Linked DNA regions of Anas platyrhynchos: region 1 is linked to region 2. Evidence: chromatin contacts called from public Hi-C data. All regions are on one chromosome and are shown on one strand. Each heading gives the region's core, a stretch centred on a gene start, on an enhancer-like site or on the middle of the called end of the contact. The rest is flanking DNA. Distances are from core to core; before and after follow the strand shown. Region 1 overlaps SZT2 (SZT2 subunit of KICSTOR complex). Region 2 overlaps CFAP57 (cilia and flagella associated protein 57).

What was found. A called contact is a pair of places that touch in the nucleus more often than the background predicts.
Region 1: a Hi-C map of F1 follicle shows a contact between it and region 2, with 3 times the contacts expected there. The contact joins two enhancer-like sites. A contact is called at or near these places in 4 of 8 Hi-C or Micro-C datasets (F1 follicle, skeletal muscle and subcutaneous adipose tissue).

The regions. Positions count from the first base shown.
Region 1 is chr8:28,310,266-28,313,889 of IASCAAS_PekinDuck_T2T, reverse strand. It overlaps SZT2 (SZT2 subunit of KICSTOR complex), which reads right to left. Exons shown (of 72, transcript XM_072041466.1): 10 at 1,881-2,112; 11 at 1,132-1,261. Among named protein-coding and RNA genes, the nearest start is that of MED8, 13 kb to the right of the region's middle. Within about 2 kb of position 2,204, at least 2 of the 8 cell types and tissues checked have an H3K27ac peak or open chromatin away from gene starts, as enhancers often do. A contact at or near this core is called in F1 follicle, where this site is marked.
Region 2 is chr8:28,218,200-28,221,518 of IASCAAS_PekinDuck_T2T, reverse strand. CFAP57 (cilia and flagella associated protein 57) reads right to left here. Exons shown (of 22, transcript XM_072041705.1): 21 at 2,306-2,432; 22 at 990-2,031. The coding sequence ends at 1,820. Among named protein-coding and RNA genes, the nearest start is that of TMEM125, 2.8 kb to the left of the region's middle. Within about 2 kb of position 1,823, at least 3 of the 8 cell types and tissues checked have an H3K27ac peak or open chromatin away from gene starts, as enhancers often do. A contact at or near this core is called in F1 follicle, where this site is marked.

The DNA of each region.
Region 1 (3,624 bases), core at 955-3,454, 92 kb before region 2:
GACCAGCTGTGTCAGTCTAGAAGGCTAGCCACATCCCTGGCTTTCAAGAACTGCCTCACAGAAAATAACTAAACGTGTTCACACTGAAACAGTACAACACAAGTAAAAATAAATTAGGCTTCTGAAATGTCAAGTTAATTAGGAATTTAGCTACTTAGCAGCAAGTAATTCAACTACGGAAGAGGTTGCATATGTAATGGTGCCTTTTCTGATAGCAGGATATTTGGCTTGTGTCAGCAGAACAGTTAAACACTGAGAAAACCCACCTGAGAGAGCGCATGCAAATAGTGTACCAGCAATAGGTGGCACTTGGCAACTCTAGCATGCTTGTATGGTAACACTGTAGTTCCACCAACTACAGCAACACTGCTGACACAGGAATAAAGTGGTTAGCCATAAGATGGGATGCTCCAGACACACCGCGGGATGTATATTCATACAGAGAGTAAATTTATTACATAAAGCTTAAGGAGTAAAGGGATTGAGCAATGAAATTTAAATGAAAGCTCTCCTAACTTTGCCATCTGCTAGTCATCATCTTCCGCCAAAGCCAAGGACACTACTAGCAAGGATCAGGTAGCATGTTAGCACTTTTGCTCTGTGAACTTCACAGTGGAAACTTAGCTCATAATGTTTTGTTTCTGCTGTGCTGGTGACAAATACGTCTTTCACCCTTCACAAGTGCTCAGAGCAATGAGCCTATTTAAATAAAAGCTATTTAGCAAAACCTATCTTCACCTCGTGATATATCACCAGGGTACAAGGCTGCCAGCAGCAACTCTATGCATATCATTGAAAAAAACACGGCAGTAGCGTCACCTTGCCCATCAGTCTCACACATCACTGCAAGAGAAGGCCTTGCAGCACGCTTAGGAGACTTGCTGTGAGGCTTAGAGGTGTACCTGCAACTATAAGGACAGAGTGATGTCGCAGAGGGGAAATATCATGGGATGGGACATTCACAGGTACTGAATTGTACTTGAACTGTTACTGACTGGGACAAAGAGCAAGAGATGAAGACTGAGTTACAGAATTTTGTTGCTTGTTGGGACTCAGCATGCCCGGGTGCAGTACAGAACAGGCAGGAGGAACAACCTGCCCTACACTAAACAGCACAGAGAGGGGACGTACCGGAGTGGTGGAGCCTGGGGGGATGTAGAAGAGAGGCACCCCATTCTTGGTGCTCTCAGGAATGGTGAAGTGTTCTGGGACTGTGTCAAAAGACTGCAGATGAACCAACATCTGATCTGTCTGGTTGATGCTGAAAGAGAAGAGGCAGTTAGCCACACAAACCCATGTTCTCCCCTTCAATGCCTCCGTCAGCCAGTGGCTGTACGTGCAACACTCCCTGTGTCTTGGGAGCCTGTCTGCCCCAGCTCAAAAGACAAATGATCAAAGTTAGGAAAGAAATGCTAAGGAAGAAATCTGCAGAGCAGCAGGGAGCAATGGTCACCCTGGCCAGGAAATTATTATAACCCTCAGGCCTAGTAGACACAAGGGATTTTCCTAGTGTCACGGTGCAGCACAGCTACTGCATATAAACCTACTGCAGCACAAGCCTTCAGAGCAAGGCAGAGCTGTAGGAACACACCACCTCCATGGGATGGCAGTCAGACTTAAGGTTCACATCACAGCATCAGGACTCAGAAGAAGCAGTACATTAGCCATGAAGCAACATTATGGACTAGGTCACAGGCCAGTTTGAACATTTTCTTTGGCCGGAAGGCAAGCTTATTGCCAGTGGTGCCTATGCCTAGGAAGCACATTCCTTTGGGACCCTGGGTTGGAAAGGCCACCTGAATAACCCATGCCCCAGCATGCCAAGGAGGGGATTTTTTGGTTACAAGGGAGCCAGAACTGCTAGGGATGGTGCAGCTCACCTCTGCAAGGTGTTCCAGAAGCGCCGGATGACTGTCGTGCGGTACAGACTGGTGATGGGTTTCCTCATGGTGCAGCTGATGTCGTGCAAGATGTCGTAGCTCCCCTCCATCGTCACCTCTACCCACGTGCTGCGCTTTGATGGGTCCAGCGGCCAGGGTGTCACAGCTAAGTACTCTATCCTCATGTTGTGCTTCCAAAGCAGCACGAGTTTCACCTCCAGCTGAGACCCACCTGCGTGAGAGCACAGGAATAGTTATGAGTGCTTGTTCTGCAAACAGCTGAGCTTTATCTCTGACCATGGGCTCCCAAGGACACAGAGATTGTTTATTGACCATGAGGAAGGCAAAGTCATCTGAAAACTGGCTGCTCTAACCAAAGTCATTCTCTCTCCTCTCCAACAGAGGGAGGCTTTGCTTGCTCAACAGCATTTGGTGAACAGTCTTTTACATGTACACATACACATACTATCTAAACTACAGAAGGCAACCGAAACTTGGGGGAGGTGCTGACATTTGCAATGGGCTGTCTTTACAGTCTCAGCTTTGTTTCCATGAAAACTTTTGCTTTGCACAGATGAGCAAGGCCTTTAAACCTTAACTCTGCGGACTGCACCTAAATCTATCCCACCGCAGAAACATGGATGTTTGGACATGATTGGACCTGATCAAAAAGGAAGGTCCTTGCCATGGAAGGTGAGGGCCAATTCTTGATTTAAACTGCACATTCTTCCTGCACAGAGAGTATTTCATGCGATCTTCAAGAATCTTCAAGTATCAAGAGCTTCTCACCATGCTTACCTTCTCTGCTGATCCCAAAGTGAATAAGTTAAGACTTAATATTCACCCACTCTTCACACTGCAGTTTTATCTGTCTTTCAGACAGCCATTGCATCTCTAGCACAATTAACGCAAACACCCGACAGCAAGCCTCACTGAGCCAGAAGAGCAGAAAATGTCCCAGTCATGCTGACTGTGCACATGTATTTGGTACCAAAACAACCCAGGGAACACATGATTTTCTACAGCAGCACCACGCTGCTGTTTCAACTGCTCGATCATCTGTTCTGATGTCCAGCCTGCTCTCCAGTTTGCCAGACCTGCAGAATTTGTGAGGTGAGCGATTAGATGTGCTAGAAACCATCCGAACAGGGCATCAGCCTAGATCTTGTTTCCTGCAGATTTGCATTTGCTGCTGTCACAGATACATCACGCCACCTCCTTCATGGGCTGATTACACGACACTTTAAAGCTATCTCGCTTTTTATTCCCCTGGTCCCTACTAGAAGGCTGCCTTAGAGCACCCACCAAAATTTAGAAGCAGCCTTTCAGAATACATGCCCAATTCATGCTTAGCTGCTGTTTTGCTGAAATTCTTTATATTCTGAGAAGTTTCGTTACCAGAAAATCGGTAAGAAACATGTACTGGGGGAGAAATCCTCATCCAGTTTCGGCTCTTAGTGTGTAGGTTAAACTAAACCATAGCCAGCAGCCTATGACGAACTATCCACAAACAAGTATTTATGAATGGATGTATAAGCAAGAATTTATAAATGGATGTCTTCCCATTTCATGCTGCTAAAGTGCATCTTATTCCTACTGCTCATCCTTTGCTTTCTGCACAATATTTTGGTTCTCATAACAAAGCCTTCCTGCTTCATCAACAGCAAACATGATAAGTAAATTCCTACTTATTTTTCATCTAGATCATTAATGAAAATATTTGCTCTTTACACTGTAGGAAACT
Region 2 (3,319 bases), core at 574-3,073:
TCTTACCCACCATGAGCAAGTTCAAAATCCTCTTGAACCAAGTTTGCCAGCTGTCTATGTAGGCTTCATCCATCAGGCTTTGTATCATCTTTAAAATGACATCTTTTTAATGAGGGTGACACACGGGCATACTTTTAAGCATATTAATCACCACTTAGAAATCATTCTTCACCTGCATATGCTTCTTCCTCTTATTAGGACAAGGTTCTTTTTCTTCAGAAAGATTGATTCCATTTCTCTAAACCACATCTATTAAAGTAGTGGCTGCTACCACTCAATTTATTCTACAAAGTGAGGGGAAAATTATACCACATGGGAGTCTAGCAAATTATATGGGTGTGTTCTGAAAATTTAAGAGGGAACTAGTTTCTAAAATATTTGCTAATTACATTAATTACATCCTCTTTCTGTACAGGAAGTATCAAGATGATTATATTGGGGGGGGAGGGAGGAAGAAAGGGTATTAAGCTAGCATGTTAAGAGACCAATTCCATCATAACTTCTTCCTTCTGTTCCCGTAAAACTTACACTTCACACAGGTTAAAGCTACAAAATGAAAGAAGTAAGACTAAGGAAGCTTTATTCAACATTCAAGGACAAGGCACTCAGCTGAAGTCTCCTAGGTCATAGGTGGTCATGGAACCATCTGTTTTACCATGGAGTTAGCCTGGAATTGTCTAGCATCCCAAATATTAACACAGGTTACATGTTATCCAGCCTTGGCACCTTGATCTTCAGTGTAATAATACTAGTAGCATTTAGAAAGCTCTTGTCACTTCTCTATACTTCAGGATAAAAAACAGAAACAATAATGTAGTGGCTGTTATAACATGATATAGCTCCCATGCTCAATCAGTAGCTAAAAATTTCTGAAGCATGCACAGAATTCTTCAGTGAGGCAGGCATGTATCCATGTGCTGACAACAAAGGATGAAAAATTTACTTTTTCCCTAATGATTAGAGAAATGACTCCTTGTTTATTTTCTATGTATCAGTATTTTCAAAAGTGTTTTATTAAGAATAATTTCACTGAAAAAAAAAAGAACTAAAGCAGTTACAGATGTTGGAAAATAGACAAAACAAAGGTGAAATTATCTAAGTTATAGGTGAGGTATGACATAAGATTTGGTCTTTATGGGAGATTTTGGAGTCTGAAACTGGGCAATGTTTTTGTCCTGATGAAATGATTTTAACAGAGGAGACAACACATCCAAAGACATGAGGCAGAGGCTTAAAGAAGGGCTCCAGTTCAAGTGTGCTCGACCACTAGGTAAAGGTTGCCTTTACGGTGTGACTGATTTTTAGTCAGGGACCGGACGCTTCCTTGGAATAAGAGACATTATTCCTGTCTAAATACAGGCAGCCCTTTGTATGGATATACAAAATACTGGAAAACAGAAGGTTGGTGGTGATTTTTGTAGCACAATACAATTAGAATTCTAGTAGAAATGTTTACAGAGTTACCAGCAGTCCTGAACTAGGACATATTTTTCAAGACACATGAGGACACATATCTTTCAAGTGTATACCTGCCCAATTATGAAGGCACAAAGATCAATTTTGCACTAACACAAATATATTTATTTTTTATCTTGACTCCTTGGCAGAAAGACTTCAGAACATGCGTGCTTAAATGAGAGGAAAGGACAGTTTACAGGAAAGGAGGAGGGGAGTAAGACTGATGCCTTGTGTCCTCAGCAATGTGTGCTGCACAAATGCTTCTAGTGGAAGAGTATATGGTCACGGAAGTCTAATCTATGCTGTTGTATTTCTTATGTTGCCAGGAGAATATAATAACATAAAGTGTCCTTGAGCCAGGTCACTGTTGCTGTGTCTTGTGGCTTCTTTCCAGATTCAGCTTAGGAAACATTCCATCCAACAGAGGCTGACCTGCAAGGCTTTGCCCCTTCTCCTTGATTTGGTCTCGTAGGTATTGAATTTCCAGCTGCTGCATTTCTATGATTTTCTCATTTTCCTTCTGTGCATTCAACCTCAGCACAGCTGGGCTGGACAGCAGTTCACTGGAGGGAGCTAAAAGATAAAAACAGAGAACAAAGAGCATAGAAACAAAGGCCTAGCTTACAGTTCTTTGGAACAAGGAAGGAATAAGCATCTTTCAGAACTGAAGGAGTAAAGCCAAATAGTAAGATTTTGCAGTATTCACCAGAATGTTACAATATAACAGGTGCCATCAGGCAAGACAAGCTGCTTCAATACAAGGGCAGTAACAGAATTGCTCACTAGGGACAAAGAGGGCTTCTGGAATGAGCCCTGACAATATGGAAACACAAGAAGCACTATTCACCTGGGTCTTGAATTGCTTGCTTCTTCTTGGTTAACCTTAGTGTTGACTGGAGGTCATGTACCTGGGTATAGGCCGCCTTCAGTTCTTGCCGCAAGTCATTAATTTCCTTAATCAGACTTACATTTTCCTGCAAAAACAATGTGCTTTATAAAGAAAAGTACAGGACTATCTCGATAGCTCAGCAATATGTATCCTCATTTCCTTCGGAAGGACACTGGAGAGCGTAGGATCAGAATAAGAAGCAGAACATACTATATGCTTGTGGAACTAGAGCAGTCAGAACTTTATGCATTTCAGATAAAAGCAACAGTACATCTGATACAAAACATGACTATTCTAATCACATTACCTCAATAAGCTAATTTTTGTTTTGCTTTTCTGACTGCAGCTTCACTTTAAGACATCATCTTCTCTGACAATTCAACAGGGAAGCTCAGGTGCTGTTCTGGGATTGATCCAATTAATCCAGAATTAATGTGAAGAAATCCCATTCCTCCCTCCAGGGTGAATTATTTTGCTTTTCACTTGCCACCATGTGCCTGTTCACTTAAATGATCCGTATCTCCTTGTAGTTCTTCAAAGACTTTTTCATTAGTTATGACTGACATCACTTTGCAACACCCCTTCCACATTATTAAGAAATATATAAAGCGGATGTAGACTTGAGACACCTACTGTTAACATTATGTTATGAGGAAAAGTTGGCCATGTATTCAACTTTTGTTCTTTTTTTAATCAGTTTTCAACCTGTAAAAGTTCAGCTCTAATTTTTTAACAGCATACCACAAAGAATCTTGCTGAAGGTGTTGTGATAGTACACATGAATGCAATATGGTTCTCCTGTACTCACTGTATTAACAGGTTTAAAGGCCTCAGGATTAACAATATGGGCTAATACTAGTGAAGGATGATAAAATTGTTGCTCATGACTCATAAACAGGAGAATCACTAGCTAAATATTTATTTTCTAATTCAAGAGGAGTGAAATTGTATATGTGCTTCTGTTCATTTGAC